Linked DNA regions of Sus scrofa: regions 2 and 3 are each linked to region 1. The links are chromatin contacts, called in public Hi-C maps. All regions are on one chromosome and are shown on one strand. The core of a region is the stretch at or near the end of the contact, and the rest is flanking DNA. Distances in the headings are between cores, read along the strand shown. Region 1 holds the start of PFKFB4 (6-phosphofructo-2-kinase/fructose-2,6-bisphosphatase 4). Region 2 holds the start of SLC26A6 (solute carrier family 26 member 6). Region 3 holds the start of PLXNB1 (plexin-B1).

The links. A called contact is a pair of places that touch in the nucleus more often than the background predicts.
Region 2: a contact with region 1 is called in a Hi-C map of skeletal muscle, with 4 times the contacts expected there. The contact joins the promoter of SLC26A6 here to the promoter of PFKFB4 in region 1. A contact is called at or near these places in 4 of 47 Hi-C or Micro-C datasets (blood, liver and skeletal muscle) and 1 of 2 datasets of contacts at active chromatin or transcription factors (alveolar macrophages).
Region 3: a contact with region 1 is called in a Hi-C map of liver, with 4 times the contacts expected there. The contact joins the promoter of PLXNB1 here to the promoter of PFKFB4 in region 1. A contact is called at or near these places in 2 of 5 promoter capture datasets (fetal skeletal muscle and liver), 3 of 47 Hi-C or Micro-C datasets (embryonic fibroblasts, heart right ventricle and liver) and 2 of 2 datasets of contacts at active chromatin or transcription factors (alveolar macrophages and skeletal muscle).

The regions. Positions count from the first base shown.
Region 1 is chr13:31,257,843-31,261,161 of Sscrofa11.1, forward strand. PFKFB4 (6-phosphofructo-2-kinase/fructose-2,6-bisphosphatase 4) reads right to left here and starts at 1,943. Exons shown (of 14, transcript XM_005669518.3): 1 at 1,830-1,943. The coding sequence starts at 1,893.
Region 2 is chr13:31,328,722-31,331,949 of Sscrofa11.1, forward strand. SLC26A6 (solute carrier family 26 member 6) reads right to left here and starts at 1,824. Exons shown (of 21, transcript NM_001012298.2): 1 at 1,802-1,824. The coding sequence starts at 1,824. It overlaps CELSR3 (cadherin EGF LAG seven-pass G-type receptor 3), which reads right to left. Exons shown (of 36, transcript XM_021070639.1): 36 at 2,842-3,228.
Region 3 is chr13:31,138,780-31,141,723 of Sscrofa11.1, forward strand. PLXNB1 (plexin-B1) reads right to left here and starts at 1,354. Exons shown (of 39, transcript XM_021070624.1): 1 at 1,228-1,354.

The DNA.
Region 1 (3,319 bases), core at 693-3,192:
GCTACCTCCTCTAACACCCCAGACACCCGCTACCTTCTCAGGCCTGCCATTCTCCTCCTCAACCTCTTGGAATGTTAGTCAAAGGCTAGGGATAAGGAACAGACAGGGCAGGGCGGGAGGCCAGGGCCATGTCTGGGAAGCCATCCCTTCGTCCAGACAGTCTGAGTCTGGCTTCCCAGGAAAAGCAGTGGCTCCACACCTCCCACTCTTCCCCAAACACTCTGACCCTGGAATGACCCAGACATACCTTCCCAAATCTCTGTATCCAGTGAGAGGCCACAAGTCAACAGCAGGAGAATCCTGGGGCCTCTCTTCAAGGCCAGGGTCTGTATCTGCTCTGGGGGCCATCGCCCCTCCCACGGCCCCATTTCCCAGGTAGGAAACTGAGGAAGGGGGAAAGCCGTCACAGAGCTGCTAGCCCACAGGGCAGGATAGACTCAGTTCAACTCCCAGCCTCTCAAAACCTCACCTCCCACACCTTGGACTATAACCACACATCCCACCTCCACACCCGCATTCCTACATGTTTGCTCCATTGAAATGCTCTCCTGGCTTTCTGCTCCCTCAGCGTCGATAGACGTCCACTGGAATAACTGGCCCCTGTGGCTTTTCCCTCCTTGGGGCCATCCCAGAGTGAGCCAGCCCTCCTGACCCAGGGGTGGGAAACGTGCTGGGATGTCAGTGTGTGCCGCTGTGTGAACACATCCTGCTCAGCTCTTCCCTGCTGAGAACACACCTGGCCTGGCCCTGGAGGGCTCCTGTGGTGCCCTCTGCACTGACCACTGGTCCTTTTCCCAGTGTCCTAGGACTAGGGTGGCCAGAGTCCTCAATCCTCAGTCCTCTATGCTCAAACTCTTCCCAGTCCCTGTATCTGCTGGCCCATCCTGGCCAAACCGCCAAACCACCCTTTGCAGCACTTAGGCCCAGGGACCTCAGTGCACACCACACAGACCCACACACCAGTGCATGAAAGCACAGTGTGCACACAGCCACGAGTGCACATACACACTAACAAGCCCTACACCCGGGGCCAACTGCGTGAGGCCTGCTGCTCTCTGCTGCCTCCCTTTCCCTTTATTCCCCTCCTCCCCTCTCCCTGTACTGCCACCAGAGGTTGGGGAGTTTCCAGGAGTCCCAGCTTCCTCTGGCCATCTCTAGCCAAGGATCTTCCTGAGTCTCCCTGTGTTCAGAGCTCACACAGGGTGTGAGGTTCCAACTTGGGGGTGACCAAGCAGCCCGTGGACCCTGATCTACGCTTGTTGATTTCAGCCAGACACTGGACACACAGTAGGGGCTCGGGGTGACTCAGGACCAGCCAGGGCCCACAGTAAGGGTTCAGAGAGGTTCATGACTGGAACAGAGCACACAGTAGGTGTTTAGGGCAGCTCAGGACCCACACAAGGCACACAGTAGGTGCTCTAGAAATGCTGGTTTAAGGGCTACAGTCACATCATATAAAAAGCTTCCCAAATGGGCCTCTGGAGCTCCCCAGACTGGCATGACCCCGGAGGGAAGACCTGGACAAACATGACCACTTGGAGGCCAGCAAAGGGCAGAGGAGGAGGCCCCCAGGCAGCTCCAGCTGGCTGGCCCTCTCCCTAGGCTGGAGGAAGAAGCTATTTATAGTCCCCCCACTTGGCCCAGCTCCCTCTCCCCTGTAAGGCAACAGTGTTCCCACTCCTCCATGCCACCAAGAGATTGATACTCCCTCAGAGCACCCCTATTCCTGGAGAGACCCCCAACACTCTCACACCCTTTCTAGCACCACCCTCACACCGCCCGGGTCTTTTCCCAGTCCTCCCACCCTCTCCACCGGGCTCCGAGCCTACCCCGCCTGCTGCTCCTTGACCCGAGTCCTGTCAGGGAGTTGCCTCCTTCCGTGCCTCGGTTCATCCTGCAACTGAACTGGCCTGGGCCACCGCCCCCTGCGGCTTGGAGTCGGGCAGCCCCGCCCCCCAGGCTCCGGAGAGGCAGCCTGCCCGCTGGCCCCGCCTCTCCAACCCCTCCTTGGGCCCCGCCTCCACCCCACCCCCCCGGGCTGCTTACAAACTGAGATCTCGTCAGTGCCCCGGCCAGGCAGCCTCACTTCCGACAGTAGTACCTCTCCAGCCAGAGCCGGGTGTCTGCCCTCTGCTCCAGCTGGAGTTGTCTACACTACCCAGACTATCTGCCCCATCTGCAGGCAAGCCTGTCTGCACTCTCCAGGTCAGTCCCATCTCCAGCCCAGCAATAGAGTTGGGATTGTGAGATCAGCCAAAACCCACCCTTTCCACACCAAGGGACGGGTCAGTGAAATTGGGGTGGGGGGAGTGGGCAGAGGGGCAGCGTAGCCAGCTATGACTCCACCCTTGTGTGTCACTGCCTGGTGATTCTTCTCTCTCCCATTCTCTGGTCTCTGCATTTATTGAGCTCTCTCTGCATGTCAGACTGCATCACTCAGTGCTCACAAGACACCTGGTGGCATTACTATGCTTTACAGAGGAGAAAACCAAGGCTTGGAAAGGTGAGTGTGTTTGCCCATTCGACAAAGAAGGGGCAGTTGGGTCAGGAGTCCCAGCAGCCTGAGCTCCTTCTCCTTTAGCCCTGTGTGTCGGGGTGGAGGCTGGGTATGCAGGGGTGTGGTAAGACAGTGCCTGTCTATGTGTTGAGCATGCTTCATGAAGGTTTGAAGGACAAGCACCTGTTCCTCCCAGCCCCCTCACACGCCCTCACCTTGCTCACACATACACACATATGCTCCCACACACAAAGCAAGGCTGCCACAGCCACAGACCTCACACATACGACCATCAATCCATGCTTAGAGATACCCCTGATGGCCCCACTTGTCTGGAGTGGGTGCTGCCTCATTGGGCACAAAAACATGCTTGTGACCCTCCACCAGCACTTCTCTGTGTGGTGACCAGTGAGGGGCAGGGAAGACCCGCGGGTCTAGTCTTGGGCAAGCTGGTCTCCAATGCAGCCATAGACTCTTGTGTTGAGGTTCTTGAAAGAGATATGTCAGTGACCACAAGTGATGTTGTCCAGATGCTCTGTGACTGTGGAACCCAGATGTGACGAGACCATGTGATAGTAACCTTCCATGATAGTGTCCAGGCTGTCCAGACATACTGTAAGTCTGTGGGGCTCCTAGGAAGGGCAAGGCTCCACTTGGTGACCTGACATGGCAACATCCAGGCTGTCCAGACACACTGCGACTCTGTGAAGCACTTTAGGTGATATGACACCACATGGCAGTGACCCCATGTGGTGGAGTCCAGATGCACCATGCCCAGATATAGTACCATCCAGCTCTGCCGCTCCGGGACTCCCCATCTCG
Region 2 (3,228 bases), core at 574-3,073, 71 kb after region 1:
TGAGGCCAGAGGCACAGTGAGGGCACTCCTGGCTCAACTTCCCCCACATCTCCGTCTGGGACCAGAGAGTTACCCACCTGAATTTTCTAGGTCCCAGACCTAGGTAGGTCCAACCCCTGCAGCTGTCTCCTGCAGGCCCTATGCCCACGCCCAGGCAGGGGCAGTACCTGAACTTTGGCTGGTAGAAGACTCTTGCACGGCCAAAGTCCCCCACAAAGAGACAGCAGGATGAGCTCAAGCCACATTTCAGCCCAGGTGTGGCTGCCCAGCCCTGAGTGTTCACCAATCTAGGTTCTAGGCTGACTGCCCCTCCCAGCCCCCTCCCCCTAGCCTGGGCTCTTCCCCAGCCAATCCCAGTCCAGACTGTGTCCTTATCCAGCTCCCCCACGAGCCCAGTGCATGCTGTCTGAGAGCAAGAAAGGAATCCAGCAAACCAGGCAAGCCTCTATTCACAGGAGGAGGCTCTAAGAGAAGGAAAGTGTTGGGGCTAAGATAGCCCTTGGGCCTCCAGCTCAGGCCTAATCTGGGAAAGCCGGGGGATGCCTCTCACCTGGAGGGACATGTTCCCACCTGGAAAGGGAAGCTCCCATCAGAAGGGGGGACAGTCTCACCTAAGGGAAACTTTCATCTAAGAGGAAAATTTTTCACCAGCCTAGGTAAGTTTTGTACTGGGCAGAACCTCTGATCTGCCCAGTGGCAACCACCTGAATAAGGGGAAGGATCTCACTGGGGAATAGGAGATTTGGGGGGAGGGAGTTCTCACCTGGGAGGAAGCTGTCCCAGAAATAGTTGTGGTCTGGCAATAAGAGCTCTTAGAGGGGGAGCGCTTACCTGGGGGAAAGTTCTCACCTGCCAAAAAAGTTCTAATCTGGAAGGTATTCTCACCTAAGGGAAGATCTGATCTTGAGGAAGCTCCTACACATAATGGGAGAAAGCTCTCACCTGGGAAGGGATCTCCGGGGGCGGGAAGAATCTTACCCAGAGGGAGGCTCTGCCCTACTGGGAAAGCCTTCACCCCTGAGGAAAGTTCTGATCTGAGAGAAGCTCTTACCTAGGGTGAGCTTCCCACCCGAGGGGCAGAAACTCACCGGGAAAGAACTCTAACCTGATGTCCCGGCTAGAGGAAGGAGTGGTGGAGTGGGTGAGAGCACGATCCTCAGACTCTTGGCGAGTCGCGCCCGTCTCACAGAGATCTTTGAGCCCCCTCGCCCCTCCTCCGTGAGTCACTCGAGGTCTTAAAGGGCTCCTGCCCCCGCCACCACCAGCCCCCTTGCCCCCCCCCCCCCGCACCGGTGCTTGGAGGACCGGGCCTAGATACTTGGCCCCTCCCTCTGGGAGGGCCCTGCAACCAGAAGGGCCAGAGTGCTCATTCCCCGACCAGTTGCATCACTGGACTCAGGTCCCCGCTATGGGCATTCTTGTAGCCACGTCCCGGGCCCAACGTGCCGCCCCGGAGCACCTCCTAGGCCGGTACTCCTCCACACGCAGCTGCCTCCTGGTGGCAGCCAGCTAGCCCCTGGACAACGCTAGAGGGGCTTTCCGCACTGCCCGTAGGGGTTGGGGCCGCACCGGTTCCCACCCCATCCCTCGCTATGGTTGGGCAGGTGTCTGCAGAAAATCGCCAAAACAGTAAACCGAGGCGCGTCAGGCGGGAAGTGCCTGCTAGGGACTCGGCGATCCCTTCAGAGCTAACCCAAGCGGGGCGCCTGCTCGGGGGCCTAGGGGTGGTCCGCGCCTCGGACACCGGACACCTCGCGGACTCGGACACCGGGAACAGGGGCCGTGCCCTGTACTCACTCACCCAGGCGCTTCTGACAGCCCCATTGCGGGTGGGCGGCGGAGATGCAGCAGCTCCTAGGTCTCCGGCAAGAGGCCGCTACGGCCCAAAAGGCGGGGCCGGGACGGAGGCAAGGCCTGGGGCGCGCTCCCAGCAGCCAATCCTCAGGCGGGACGGGGAAGGCTTGGGCCAGTCAGCGTGCCGGGGCGGGGCCTAAGGGACAAGGTCGCGGCGCTGAGAAGCAGAAGGAGGGAGATTTAACCCCTTCCTTCCCGAGCGCCTTGGTTTGCGCTCCCCCTCGTGGCTCGCCTAGCTTGTCTCCCTGAGCTGTAGTTAACTAAAGGACAGGGACTAAGGATCCGAGCTGGCCCGGTACCTGCGGCCCTAGGTCCCAGAGTGGGACGGGACTAATACCAGGTCCTGGCTTCTTGCCCAGTGTCCTCGCAGGACGTCTAGGGGCGCGGCTGGGACGTCTAGGAGCCTTAGTTCTCCTTGAGTTATTCAGGTCCACGGGGCATGGCATGTCTCTGACACGGAAGGGGCTCAAAAGGCCTCCCTTTAACTCTGGACACGCGGACCTGAAAGGCTGCGAGGTTCCCCTCCCCGGCACAAAGCTCAGACCGGGAATCAGGCCTGAAGGCTTCTGCTTGATTTCTGGAGGAACGCGATGTCCTGGCAGCTTCAAGTCTGAAGGGTGACAGGAGTCAATACTGTCAATGGACTGAGGGCAGTTCCTAGGGTTCTTTTGAGGGCTAGGGCAAATGCCAGATCAGGGCTGCAGGCCCTGCAGACTTAGGAAGCCGTCAAGTTGCTGCCTTGAGAAGGCCTTATTCTCAGCACCCGCACTCAAACTTCAGGCCCAACCTCAAGGCGACCAGATAGAATATGGGATGAAAGCGTTAGGAATCTGGTCCAAATCTTCAGATGAAATGAGCTAAAAATAGCCAAATAGCCTTGGGGAAGTGGGGGGGGGGGCAGTGCTCAGATTTCTCCCAAAGGTCAGCCTGGTCTGAATCATAGTCATCCTGCTACCCACCCCACCCCCAAACAGAAAGAGGCAATAACCATTTTCTATAGAAGTTTATTCCCAAAACAGAGCGCGGCTTCACGGAACAATTTACACAGACAGGAAAAGGAGCCACTGGGCTGGAGGGGGGACCCCCAGACAGAGAGGGGCCTCTATAGAACCTAGGACATAGCAAGGACAATCCACTCTCCCCACAGCAGGCTCCTCAACCCTTCATGGGCTGAGGTCACTCTGGGTAAGGAGAGCTGGAGTCCTGGCTGGCGGGATTTGGCACCAGTCAGTAAAGCAGAACTTTTAATCTCCTTGGAGACTGCCTCCCAAGAGTATGAGTGAAGGAGGGAGGGGTCTGCATGTACCCTCCACAACCCTGCGCCACCACTGTTCCCAGTGGTAAAGGGATGCCTACTCTGGGGGCTTTCTGGGC
Region 3 (2,944 bases), core at 104-2,603, 120 kb before region 1:
CATGGATACTAACTGGGTTTGTTAACCACTGAGCCACAACGGGAACTCCAGAGAATGTGACTTTTGATTCAGAGGCCTGAGTAATCAGGACAGACGTTCGCAAAGAACAGGTACTCCTTGCATTTTGAAAGGAAGCCAAGAAAACCCAGCCAGGAGGGGAGATATGGGGCCCGCAACCCTCTCCAAGCCACCTGGCTTCTCAAAGGACAAGGTGTCAGCCCCACATTTAATAAGGACCAGGCCAGAGCAGACTGAAAAGGCTGGTTTGGAAGTCAGGCCTCAAGTTCCCTACTTGCATAGCTAGGATCACTTGCCCACTCTCCAGATCTCAAGTCGCAGCTAGAGTTATAGCCAAAGCCTGGTTCTTCTGGGCCCAACTTCCTCTGGAAGGCTTCAGCACGCCTCAAGGCTGCCTCACTTCATCTGCAAAGAGCAAGCACCTCTCTTGGCTCTGCCGGGGCTGTCCTCACCAACTGAAGGGGTTTAGACTGCCCTTCACACAGAGAGAGAGGGTTCACAGCCCAGCTCTCATTTACCCAGTGGCAGGGAGTCTAGGACACTGGCCTTTCCCTTCTGCCCTCCCACTCCATTCCCAGGGTCCATCTAAAAGTTACTCATTGACAGCACAGGAGTGCAGCGCTTGCCCTGTTGTCTGTGTTGAAGTGGGGGGAGCGGGGTTTGTCCACCATTTACCGGGCACCAGTGAGGACTCGAGTGATCAATCACCCATCACCTGCGTCTAGGGTGGGGGAGGGGGGACGCCCCCTGGGGGTGCGTGGCAGGGGAAAGCACAGTCTGCCTTTTGTCAGTCCCGCCCAGCACAGCCTGGAAGGGCTGTTACTACAGGGGGGAAGCCTCGACCTTCCCATCGACTCTTCCCTGACCCTCCTCCCTCCTCCCCAGCCGGGGCAAGGACCCCACCAGTGGTCCTGGGAGGGCGGGGAAGAGGCCGGCCGGTCCCTAGCTGAGGCAGCGGCGGCGGCAGCGAGGAGGGGGCGCGGAGGAGCAGCTCCACCTCCTCTGTCTCCCAATCGCGTTACAGGCGGAGCCGCCAGAGTTTCCCTTCGCACAGAGAAGTGTGGTCCCAACTCTCAGGACCGAAGCGCCCACCACTCACCTGGGCTGCCCGGGGCCAGCAGCATGGAGGCCCAACCAAGGTCCTTCTATCCCAAGGGCGCGCTGCCTCGCCCCAGCCCCACCACCCCGGCCCTGGGGCCCCACACTCACCACCCGGCCAGGCCCAGCGGAACGAGCACGCCACGCCGAGGCGGGCGCCGGCCACTCCCGACTAGGGATCTGCGCAGGGTAGCGTCTGCGGCCCCCCCTCGCCCGCCCCCCGGAGGTGGGTCTGGCGAAGCCGCAGCTGTTACCCGGAGACCGAGGGGCAGAAAACTGCGCCCGCCGCCCGCCCCTCCCGCTGCGGCTCTGCCACGGCCGGGAACAAAGGAGACAAAGCCGCGTCGGCCGGGCCCGGCTCCGCTCCTTCCCCCCCTTCGCCCGCCCGGCCGCCCTCCCCCCGCCCGCCGCCCAAGCCAGGCCGGAAGCAGCCAGGAGAGCGGGGCGCGCGGTCGCAAGCGGCCCGGGACCCCGCATTCCAGTCCATCAGTCTTCGCACTTGCCCAGGGCGGAGGACTCGACCCCCTCCGTCGCGGGGGTTAGGGGGTGGCTGGCTGCACCGCGACGGTAGCCAGGGCAACGTGGAGGGCGGTGGGAGGAGGGTGAGGAGCAGAGCCCAGAGGGCGGCCAGCCACGCCCCGCCCGGCTCCGCTCCCGCCGGGCCTCACCTGAGAGGGGCACTGGAACCGAAATCGGGAGCCCTCCGGGGTGGGAGGGGCCGGACTGGGGGGTCCCGCTCTGAACCCTCAGGTGCGGTGGTTCAGCGCTCCAGCTCTACCTGCCTGGGCGCCGGGTGAGTCCCACGCCTCTCCTCTGGCCCGCCGGTTAACAAATCACCACCCCTGCGCTGCGGCGCCCGGAGCTCCCTCTTTCTCCTCCAATACCTGGCTCCTGTGGTTGTCCGCCTCCAATTTTCTTTACCTGAACTCCTAGGTGACTTGTTTTTCCCCACCGCACCAGGTCTTGCCCACTCCCAGGACTCCCAAACAGCCAACCTTTCCCTCCCGCCCCCACCTCTGGCTGTGCGGGAAGAGCGCGCAGTCTTTGGGGTTGGGCCTGGGTTTGCGCTATCACTAAGCCAAGTAATCTGACCCCTGCCCCCCAAACACACACGCCTATTTGCTCACCGCCAAGTGGAGGTGCTACCACACCTAGGCCGGCTGTTAGAGGAGGGCGCACCGCTGCAAAAGTGCACATGTAAGGGCACATTTCTTTCCTTTCCTCCCAGACTTGTACCTGGACCCACCCCAAGGTGAGAAGCCTTGGGCAAGTCTGAACTCCCTCACCAGCAAATATCCGGGCCTTCGGAGGGAGGAACATCTGGGTTCTCTCCTGAGGCCCAGGTGTGCCCTATGCCAGGCCCTTCACACCCCACCCTGCCCACTGCAAACTCAGGAGCCAGGACCTAGCCCATCTTTTTAAGACTTTTGAAGGACTCTGGCTGGAGGCCATGGAGACAGCCTCCTGGAAGGCAAATTTTTTCATATACAGACCTCCCTGGAAGACCCCATATCCTGCACAGGCTGGGGAAGCCTCAACCAGAAAGTTCAGGTCATCTGCACTGGCTATTGTCAAAAGAGCTAAACCACCAGCACCCTCTTCCCACCTGCTACCCATCCAGAGCCTGCCTTCACTCTCCTATTTCCAACTCCACCTTCCAAATTCTTCCTCCCCAACTCCTCAGGTTGCTCCCTTTCCTCCACCATCTCTTCCTGCACCTGGGTCCAGGCGCTCAGCACCTTGTCTGCACCAGTTCCCTCGTGGCTTCCAAACATCAAAGACCCCAGGTGCCTATCTGGCACTCCGGTCCTCCACTTCATTCTCTAAC